2 separate regions of the Mus musculus genome follow, and region 2 is linked to region 1. A link is a contact called in public HiChIP or PLAC-seq data. All regions are on one chromosome and are shown on one strand. The core of a region is the stretch at or near the end of the contact, and the rest is flanking DNA. Distances in the headings are between cores, read along the strand shown.

What was found. HiChIP or PLAC-seq counts read pairs in DNA pulled down with a chosen protein or histone mark.
Region 2: an H3K4me3 HiChIP or PLAC-seq map of embryonic limb bud shows a contact between it and region 1, with 3 times the contacts expected there. The contact joins the promoter of Pard3b here to the enhancer-like site in region 1. A contact is called at or near these places in 8 of 39 promoter capture datasets (the 3T3-L1 cell line, the HPC-7 cell line, cranial neural crest and 5 more), 4 of 484 Hi-C or Micro-C datasets (the AML12 cell line, embryonic stem cells and nephron progenitors) and 1 of 115 datasets of contacts at active chromatin or transcription factors (embryonic limb bud).

What each region holds. Positions count from the first base shown.
Region 1 is chr1:61,402,921-61,408,689 of GRCm38.p6, reverse strand. No RefSeq gene overlaps it. Among named protein-coding and RNA genes, the nearest start is that of 9530026F06Rik, 27 kb to the right of the region's middle. Within about 2 kb of position 1,374, at least 9 of the 459 cell types and tissues checked have an H3K27ac peak or open chromatin away from gene starts, as enhancers often do. A contact at or near this core is called in embryonic limb bud, where this site is marked.
Region 2 is chr1:61,635,715-61,641,090 of GRCm38.p6, reverse strand. It overlaps Pard3b (par-3 family cell polarity regulator beta), which reads right to left and starts at 2,267. Exons shown (of 23, transcript NM_001081050.2): 1 at 1,729-2,267. The coding sequence starts at 1,848.

The DNA.
Region 1 (5,769 bases), core at 125-2,624:
TCCAATTGGTGGACTTAAAAGGGCCTGCGAAAGTCAAGGGAGAATCTTAATTTGCAGAACAGGGGCTTTCAGACATCTGATACTATTACGCAGGGCACAAAATGACTGGAGGCTGAGAGAGAATAGCCTACTGTTCAGCTGGTTCTTAGGTGCTCTGGAAGGGTAAATTGAGGACACAGTGCTAAGCTGTATTCAGAGAATCCCAAGATGTGTTACTCCTAACTAATTAATGGTAAGTCTAGATAGGGGTGGTTTTCGCTGAACTGTCCAAGAGAGGTACAAAGAGTATAAACCAAGTACTTCAGATGGGGTGACCAATGTCCTGTCTTGCCTGAGGAGTTTCCCAGAATAGCAATTTTCATAAGCCTCAGACAGGCCCAGGCTAAAGCTTCTCTTGAAGATTGTATGTGAACCTTATTAAGCAGCAAGGGAAGACTTCTTGGTTCAAGACCCATGACTATGGGTCAACAGCGGCTAATACCACAACTCATCAGTGCCCTCCAGACACTCTGAGTCTGTGTCCCCTTGCTGCGTCTCAGGTGTTTGAAAAGGGGGTCCTAGGCCTGCTTTGGTCCTTGGTAGACAATGTGGAACTATGTCAAAAGGCAAGAGTTCCTCATGGAGATGGCCTTTCTCTAATCTTAACAATCTCCTCATAGACATTTTAAAATCATAGATACAAAAGCTAATTTATTTATAATCCCCAAAGAAGCTATATGTTTTTTTTTTTTTAAATACAAAACAAAACAATTTATCTAGGTGATTATTGAAAGCAAGCAGGCCTTGAAAACTCAGGGCTGGCAGCCATTCTGACACCAGACGCCCACCCTGCTCTATGCAGCCTAGGAGGTCCTCCTTCTTTATGTCCCTAGGCTGGCAGGGTGTGGAAGGGAGATGGAAAGCCACCTTTTACAAATCTGTCAATCCAATCCAGCTCTTGCCTCCGACCATTTCCAAAGAAAGGTCGTTGATTTGTTTTGTTTTCAATCCCCAAACAAGCCGCTGGAGGAAGGGGCAAATGGGAAGGTTGGTTCGCCTTTTGTAATGGGCCTTGTGGTTCTTCTTTAATTCTAGGATCAACTGTTCACCCTGTGTAGAGCAGTCACAGAGAGCCTGGGCTGGAAAAAGGTGCCTTAAGTCAGGGCACTAAGGAAACCTTAGCATAGTACCGATCAGTTAGCCAGGACTCTCTGTGCTGGGCTCTCTTCTAGGAGGAAGAAAAGGTGGGTTCCAGATCGTTAACCAGTGGCAGCTGGCAGCTTTATTGTTTTTTAATTAAATAACCCCCAGCCACACCAGCACACACCGATCCCCCACCTCCTCCTCCTCCTGCAAACCTCATTAAGCGAGCGGTCTATAATTAAACCCAGAATCGACGGCAGACACTCCTACAATTCATCTCCTGCTTCTGCGGCCAGGCTGTGGGCAAGATCATGGCTCTCTGTTGCATTTTATGGGCTGACAGCGATCCCAGGCAGAGGCCATCTTTATTTGTCACTTAGTGGGCAGCCTGACCCACCCTTCAGAGCAGCCAGATGTATCTCCTGTTCACTGTAGACAGTAGCCCATGAACTAATGTGAGACTTCTGCCTAGAAGGGCCAATTGACCTCAGACAGGTGAGGACTTGGATTCCAAAAATGGAGGATTTTTTTCTGGACCATACGTTCTTGCTCATTTGGAATCAGCATGTCTGAAATATTGTCACGTGATTGGAAGCAGATAGCCATGAGCACTTTTAACTTATACCTACTTCCTTCTTACCAACTTACCAGAGAAGCATGGGTACCTAGGAGAAGGTTTTTCCTACCCATCTCCCACCTCTTCTTTCCATATGTCTTTGCCCTTCCATTCTATCCTAAAAAGTACATGCTTGTACATGTGTGAGTTTGTATGTTAACATGTGTGTGTATGTGCACATGTGTGGTGTATGTATACCTTTACCCTTCTATCCTCTCCTAAAGAGTGTATACATGTGTGTGTGTGTGTGTGTGTGTGTGTGTGTGTGTGTGTGTGGTGTGCAGTGTGTATGTGTGTATGTGTGTGTGGTGTGTGTATACTGTCACTCTTCCGTCCTCTCCTAAAAAGTACATGCATGTGCATGCGTGTTCTGGGAAATGTAGAGGCCCAAGATCTACCTTGAGTGTGTTCCTCTATCACTTTCCATCTTATTTTTAGAGACAGGGCCTCTCATTCAACCAGAGCTTCTCTTGGGGCTAGCCTGGCTGTCCAGCAAACCTGTGGATTCACCTCTGACCAGTACCCCTAGGTCTGGGATGAGAGATGTGGCAAGCTGGCTCCTAGGTGGTACTAGGGATGGATGGTCTTCTAGATGAGCAGCAAACACTTTACCCACTGACCAGTCGTCCCAGGCCTGTGGCTCAGTTTTCTAATACAGTGTGTTTGGGATCTGCTGGCTCTTGAGGTTGTTGGAATCAGATTCTTTTTTGACAGGAGCAGACCCCTTTAATAATTCTCCATGGGGAGGGGAACAGGGAAGAAATTACCAACCATTTTCCTGTGTTATAAATTGTATAAAACCAAATCCCCTTCTCCACCCTGACCCCCAGCTTAGAAACATTGTTTTTAGAAAATTCCCCCAAATACTGTGAAAGTGAATTTATCATTTACATCATTTCTCTTTGTGGCCCTGACAATTCATATTACCCCAGAAACTGACATCTCCACTTTCCTCCAATTGATAAATAATCTCATTTTGATTTCTGAAACTGAGAAACATCATGAGCCTAGCATACAAAGGAAGATTCATTGGCCTTTTACTTCACATGTGGGCTCCTTGAAAAATAGAGTCTGCCTCACCATTTGGGCATTTACTCCTGATGCTCCACTTATCATATTGTGATTGTTTCTAAAAGACACCATATTTTCTTAACTCTTTGGGAATGATTTAACTGATCAAATACCCTGCATCTGGTTGTTATGGCAACTCAAGTTCTAAAAATAATATGAAGGAAAGACCACCTTTAATTGAAATCACATGAAGTTGTTATGGTAACTGGAATTTTTTTTTTAAGTAACTAGGTTAAAACACATTTCATTTTATCTAACACTTTGCACAAACAAATTCTGATTAAAATATCAGGTTTAATTTAATCAGTTAATTAATGTCACTAAATGTCATTTATCTATAACTCTCATTTACACTCACTGCCGAATTAGCCAACTTGCTAATTGTAACCATTCTGTCTGTCTCCAGTTTAAAATTCTGAGACCTGGGGCAGAAATGTGAGGGTGACTTGTTAAGCTCGGATGCCCAAGTAAGGTCTGACAACTGCCTCTCTGGAGACTCTTGTAGTCTTACATCTTTATCTTTAAAGTGGAGACATTATTACTAGCTCTGTTCTTGCCCCGCAGTTGTATGGGTGACGTAAGATGGTGTATCCAGACATTTGCCCTCCTGAAACATGCTGTAGCATAGCACTAAATTATCATCACCTCAGATTCCTTCCTTCATAGATTCATTGAGCATTAAATTTAAAAAAAAAAAAAAAAACCTGTGGAAACAAGCTTGAAATATTTACACTTAAAAAGCTACCTATAGAACTTTGGGTCGGGTAAATGAACTTCAATAAGGAATGACATCTGCCCTTACACTAACCTCTCAAGGAAGCTTCAGATGTGTCTTAAAGATAAAGGTGACACAGCAAAGTGAGGTGACATGTGTCTGGAAAGCTAGATCAGGTCCTGTCTCAGAAAGAAAGTAAGAAAGAGAGAAGGAAAGAAAGAAAGGAAAGAAGGAAGGAAGGAAGGGCAAATGGGAAGGGTACAATGATATTAAATATCTCTTTGAGACCCCTATAATGTCTAGTGTATAGAAGGTGCTTGAATGTATTTAAAGAGTTTATATCAGTGCACAGAGTTTTAGCAATGCCCTCTGCATGCATGGGATCTGGTAAACTTTAAACAGCATGGCAGTGGGGGAAGGGGAGGGGCTTATATAACAGTGGGCTGTCCATATGGTGGGAACAGCATGTGTCTCCACACCCGTTAGTTGCACCCATTAGGAAGCTCACTTTGGTCATGCCCACACTCAGGCAAGTGAGCTATTACTTGACTATACAGGGCTCCGGTTGGTTTTGCCATCTAGGACTTGAAAGCCAAAGTTTAGTGTTTAGACCTAAAACTAAATAAATAAAACTAGTAATGGTTCCAAAAAGAAAACTGAACTCCATAAATATTTAAGCATTTTAAAAATGTAACATTGGACCAACCTTATTAATTACTATGTTTACTACTCTTAAATATTTCTTTACTCTTAAAACAATTTGAAGCATACATTTTTTTTTCTCACCACGCAGGAGTTTTCAACTATGTAAAGCATTTGCCAAGAAATCATAGCCAACCTCACATTAAGTTAGTTACTTTTAGCCAAATTACTCAAGAGCAAAAAAAAAATCACATTTTTAACCCTAAAAGTAGATGCATACTAATGCATTTGATTTAGCATAGGGTGGAAAAGCACAGAGAAGCCTGCTTGATTCTTTTTAATCAAATCTCAGATTCAAAAACAAGAGGAAATGATACAGCAAAAGTCTACGAAAAGCACGGATTTGTGTGTCAGAACAACAAGAACATGAGTTTAAGGGAAAGGAAATGAGGCTGTATTGTAGAAAGACAAGCAAACTGAGAGTAACCTGAGTCTACTCCTGAGTCTGTTAGCCAGGGCTGACTGGCAGACTGACTGCATGAAGTGTGGGTGCTTCAGTGTGTCAGGCGTCTGGGGCCAGCATCAGCTTTTCTCAGGTCTTAGAACTTTGTCACTCTAATGGCGAAGCTGACATGGGAGTGGCTTCTTCTGGTTTTCTGTCCTTTAGCATTTTCCATGGTTTTGAAACAATCAAACCTTTTGTGTTAAACTCCCTCCTATGTGAAATACCAGAAACTAATTTGTATTTTCCTGACTAATCCATGATTTATGGGCTAACATTATTTTCTCCATTATCAGTACTGATGGAATCACTGTCAACTCGTTTTAGGAACAGTCATACTGTCATATACATCACACTAGTTCTTGAGTCAAGTATGGTGCTTTGTAGAGATGCCAATGTCCCTTGCAGGAGCTTCCATCTTTATGTTGGGAAGGACCACTTAGAATTCAGGCAACTTTCATTTTGCTTACCACCAATCAAATATGGAATCCACTTGCCATGCCTGACTTCAGAGGAAAAAAGTTGAAAACAATAAACTAATGCGTGACTGTCAAGTAACTTTTAATTTAAGTCTTTGCTCTTCTGAAGCTAGAACAAGTATCATTGCCTCTGCTGAGAGCTATGGGTGCTGCTTAGAAATAGGAAGTAAAAAAATTAAAGACATGGAGAATTACAGGAAAAGTTCCTTCCTCATTTTTCTTCAAATACAGGAAAGTAGGGAAGAATAATAAGATCCAAAATATGAAAATAACCACAGCACTATTTATAATCATCATGTGGCTTTATAATGTCTTATGAAAAACATCTTCATTTCCATCTGAATTTATAGCCCCCAATTAGCATATGTCCCCAATACACACTTACTACAACATAGGGAGAGGACTTGCCCTTTCCTAAAAACTACGAACAGGCTGTGGATAAAGTGACCCGTTAGCTGACAGTTTATAAATGAAGCCTACTAGTGGAACAGCTTTTAAAGTTTTTGTTTTTAATCATAGAATCCTTAACCAGACAAGTTAGTTCACTGGGAATCCAAGGCTGGAGTCCTCTGCTTGTCCCCAAATGCTCCTAGCTAATGATGTCGTTCTGTCCCTCTGCGCT
Region 2 (5,376 bases), core at 1,018-3,517, 230 kb before region 1:
AGATAACTGTTTACTTGGTCAAATCCCAATTTTTAATGGAATCATATGAAATAAACAGTACACCAATGTAGCAATAGCAAAAACCAAATCTAAGCAAAACCCTCATTGGGTTAGATTGATACCTCGATTTATACGCATCTTAAATCTTTCCCCTCCTTTAACTCTGTTGTGAAGAATACAATCTAAAGAGTATGTGTAATTCCTTAGGACTTTCACTCTACCTCTTCCCATTCCCTTTTTTTTTTTGAAGTGTGGGGGTGCACACACACAAATGCACACGTGTTGGATCTACCAGATGTGGGTGCTGGTCCTCTACATGAACATCTGTACTCTCAACTGCTGAGCCATCTCTCTAACCTCCAGTTCTCGACTGTTCAAAGTAAAATATGCATGTACCCATCAAAAGTCTCCCTCTGTGCACTAATTCTTAGGTGGAGTATAGGAAGAACAGGTATGCCTTAGATCTCTAAACTAAATACGTGGGGGTGGCAAAACGGCTCAGTGGGTAATGGTTCCTGGCACCAAGCCTGAAGAGCTATGTTGATCTCCATCCACATGGCACCAACCTGGGCAAGTAGTTCTCTGCCCTCCACATATGTACAGTAGTATACATGTACCCTCCATACACATATTAAATGAATATATGTAATTTAAAAATTTGAAACTATGTACTTGGAAAAAGAAAAGTGATTTCTATACTTTGGATAACATATATGACATTAAAATTACAGTTTTTCATCTCAAGATTGGACTATAGTTTACAACGAGCATTATGCGAACAAATATTAAAAGGACTAAAACAGGAGTTTGTCTACTAAAACAAGAGTTTGTGGCTTATCTGTTCGCGAGGTCGTTGAAGCATCCGAAACAGGCCATGGACGAACTGAAACAATTTTAAAGGTGCTTTTTAGAGAGTTCATTTAGAGGTTCCATAGAGGAAACCAGAACTCTCACAAGTCACCCAGATGCCTGACCAGAGTGCTGGAGTCCTGCCACTTGTGTGCTGGCTTTTGGCTGCTACTTATTCCTAACTTGAGCAGCAGAACAGTGGGTCAGCCTTACTTTGGGAGTAACCCAGAACCCACTACAACCATTCTCATTAGCTATGACTCATAGAAACTGTGGCATTCGCTGAATACACCCCAGTGCAGTAGCTGGCATAAGGGCAGCATCCCCACTGGAGCACCTCCTGCCCAGGTCACTGGGAGACCTCCCATCAAGCTGAGAACTCTCAAAGCACCAATAGCTATAACTTTGGAGGTGTTTCTTGAGCCAATCAATGCTCAAACTCCAAGGAGCCTCCTTAAGGCGGGACTTGGTCAGAAATCACACTTCAGGTGAGCAGCACAGGGTAACATCACAGTGTCCCCACAAGTAGGTTCTGGACCCCTACTCAAACACCTGGGGCTGTCTTACAGAACAGACTGGGTGTGTGGACTTGGGAGTAGGCCCCAGATGGCGGAGTTGTAAGGACCCCTCAAGTGAGTGGGATGCCGCCATTTCTTCTCCAGCCTCTGGATAGCAAGACAGGGCTAATTGGGTCCCTTAAATTAGCAGCCTGCAAAAGTTGTGGCTGCAGGCAGCGCTCACCAGCCGCTGGGGGTGATCTGAGCCCCAGAAAAAGCGCCACCTGGTCCAAGGCAACGGGCAGGTGCGTGGCCTAGGACACTTACTAAGTGAGCCCCGCGGTGGTCGCGCCCCATGCTCGCCCCCTGCGGCGCCCCTCACCTGGTCCCGGGTCTTCAGGTACCGCTGCAGCGCCTGCTGGGTGAGCTCGCGGACCCGGAGCTGGCCGTCCTTGCAGGGCACCACGATGCCCGTCCTCCCGAAGCACACTGTCACTTTCATCCTGGCCCTGGGCTCCCGCGCGGGGCTGGGCCGAACAGGTGCCTGGCCCCCAGGCACAGCCCCTCCGTCGGGGGACGTGGGGCGGACACGACGCTGTCCCACGCGTGCCTCCGGGACCGGGACCCACAGCTGCTCCCCTGCAGCCCCACGGGAGGCCGAGGGCGGGAACGCGGGCTCGGAGACGCGGGGACGCGGAGGGTCGGCCGGGCGCAAGCGGAGGCTCCACGCGCCAAAGTGAAACTGCGGGTGCGGCCCGGCCCGGCCCTGCCTCTGGCGGTGGCCCTAGCGACCGTGGCAGGGCCGGCCCCAGGCCCCGGGCTGGAGTGGGCGGCGGCGGCGGCGCGCGGGGCCAGAGTTGGGAGGAAACTTTTGCGCCGGCTCCCAACTCCTCCGACGCGCGCGGCGCTCTGGGCTCCCTCGGCCCGCGGGCCAGCCTGGGCCCGGCTCTTAAAGGGGCCGCGGCGCTCGCGGACCACAGAGCGCACCGAGGCGTTGCACCGAGCCCGGGGTTGCCCCAGTAACTAGACCTTGGGTAGCTTGTTGCCCGCACTTGGTTCTCTTTCTCCCTCACATGTACAAGGAGCTCCGGGAATTGTAACGGGATCTGGGAGCTACCACAGGGGAATTGAAACCGGATCTCATAAAGCACACTTGGAATAGATAGGAAACTGGCCTAGCAACTCCCTTAAAATGAGAGTTGGAGGGAGGTTCAAGGGAAGCTCCGGAGCAGGTGCTTTTGCCACACCTTCTAAAGTAGCCATAGAATTGAAGTACTGAGAGGTGGGACTGACTGAAGGCAGAGCTTTTGCTTTGGAGCCACAAGAGAGCTAGCTAAGCTGAGGGAACTTTAAGGCCACTGTGCAGGTGCCAAGTGTTCCACCGAAGATCACACCCAAAATCCAAATATGATAGGGTGTAAAAGTTTACACTTTTCCTTTTGAAGGGGGACTCCCTTTGTGCATCTGTTGACGAAAAGAACACCCTTGAGTCATGATTTCGCAGGTTCCTGTCCTCGAACAATTGAACCCAAGGTATGGGGAGAAGTTCTGATCAACAAGTAACGTCTGCATCCTTAATTCTTAAGTAAACAGCTCCTTTGAGCTGGAAAATAAATACTTTCCCCTTACCTTGTACAGAAAGAAGAGTGCTTGGCTTGCTGGGGGTGCGGTTCAATTTAGAACTTTTCCCTCCAGTCATCGATTTTCAGCACTGAAAGATTCAAAATCAAAACAGACTGGTGTTCAGAAACTGAGCAGGTGACACAGCTGGTTATGGTGCAAAGAACACAGGTCCTCCTATCTAAATCTCTAGTGGCTCCTGACAGTTTTTATGGCAATTTAGTGCATCCATAAGATCCCCCGGGGTATCCTCCATTTCCTACCAGAGTTGCTCCTATGTCAACTTAAACTGAGTTTGAGTTGCTGGGGATGGTTTGGTCCTAAATTATGGATCTGGGAGTTCTGATCTACTTACACTCCTACATTCAATATACATTGATTATGTCCCACGAAAGCACCTTATTCAATGTCAGTGGCCATGAAGAGGGTCATGTAAACTGAGTCAACTTGGAGGAAATACACAGTAGACAGCCTAGTTGGGTTGCAAATCTAACAGACTGATTTAGGTAAACCAAAGACAGAATTATTTTTGTCATAAAACCAGACAAAAAAATCCATTGAGCCACCCTCTGAGGCATAGTTGGAGGCAGGATCATGAAGTGTATCTTCAGGGACTATCTCCAGCTATTAACTACACTAATGTTGTCTCCATTCGCAGTGAAGTGGGCTCACAGGCGTTTCTCTGCTGAGTCTTCCACAGGAAATAGTAAAAATTGAGCACATGCAAATGCCAGGCATTAATGAGTGGTCTCACGCTATACTGAGAATTGTATGAAGGTTTGGAAAGCACAAAGCAAAGATTCTCAGCCGAGAAACAAGTGCACACTGCTTCCTCTGTGCCCCCACCCCCCACCCCCCACCCCCATCCCCGGTCCTTCACCGTGTCCCCAAACTGGTCTTCAACTCCAGTGGACCAGGGTTCTCTTCACATTACAAACTCTTACAGCCAGTAGGAGTTCTCCTCGGGTACCCAGAGCCTTCAGCTTCCTGGCTTTGAGATTCCCCAAGTTAACTATGAAGAACACACAGACTCGCCCCATCCCACTCACAGATTAGATGAAGCAGGTCTTATGGAATGCAGCAAAATCCATGTCTGCAGTAGATAACGGAAGCCTGCAGCTACACCAGCGTTTGAGCAGTACACCCTGTGCACTTTCATGACCCCTCACTAGTAACTGGGCATAGGGCTTAGTGTTTATATTTCATGTTTATTAAATAACCCTGGTTAATTTGCTTTTCAGCCTCATAATGGCACACATAGAAACAATTCATCATATATTAAGAAGAGCAACACAGTCATCCATGCCTAGCAAACACCTAAATCAATATTTCATGCCCTGGGAGCTTCCTAGGCAGAAGACAATAAATAATTTGCCTTGATTTAGTAATATTAGAGGAGTCTAGACCTGGGTTCCATTATCTTGTTTTTGCCTGCTGGATGGATGAACATCCCCTGTGCTGTGAGATTTCCTGTTTGTTTCCCAATACTTCAGTAGGCAATCACACTGGCCACTATTATTGAACTGCCTAGACTCTAAGAGGTATGATGAAAATGTCAGGTACCATGAGGGGTGCTGTGGGGCCAGGCAGCAGTGGAGCTATAGGGTGCTTGCCCAGAGCAAGAGTGGGTTGAAGCATGTCCAAACCCCAGAAATCTCATGCTGAGATTGGCAGAAGTAGGATTACTCCCTTCTCACCCTAGGCCTGTATAACCCAGCACAGGTAGCCCAGCACCCCTACCTTTACCCCCAGAGGAAGTCACATAGCCTAGTAGACAGGTTATCCTTCCTTTCCCATCAAAGGATCATGTCATGTAGCACCTGGATAGCCTCCTTATGCAAATGAGCCACCCCCACCATCCTGGGCCCAGCCAATGATGTACACTCATCTCCAAAGCCCCTACTCACCCCTCAAAGGTCTAAGTACCTTTCATACTCACCCCCATCTAGCTTAGCTATCTCAATGAAACAGTCTCCCAAGAGTCTGTTCTCAGCAGGCTCATCTCTGCCTGAGGTCTCTTCTGCCCCCGGCCATTCCTGTACCACGTCCCCTCGAGAGATCCACCAGCTCTCGATAGGGGCCAACAGGGGCAGGGAGGTGGAGCCAGAACAATAGTGTGCGTTGACTAAACAATAGTAATTGTTAATTCATAGTTGACCAGTAATCCATCTCAATGTTTTATTCTATTAAGACAAAAAAATACTTTTTGGCTTTCAAGGAGTCAGTTACAACAGTCAGTATTTATCATAGAAAACTCGTTGAGTTGGAGATAATCTTACTTTTGAGATCCAGGAAGAATTGTTATAGTCAGTAAAAGTGGGCACCATGTGACATAGATCCTCTGTCTTGGATGTGATGGGTAATGCTGTAGGATGCAGAGGATACAGTTTCTTCAACTACTGACTTGGAT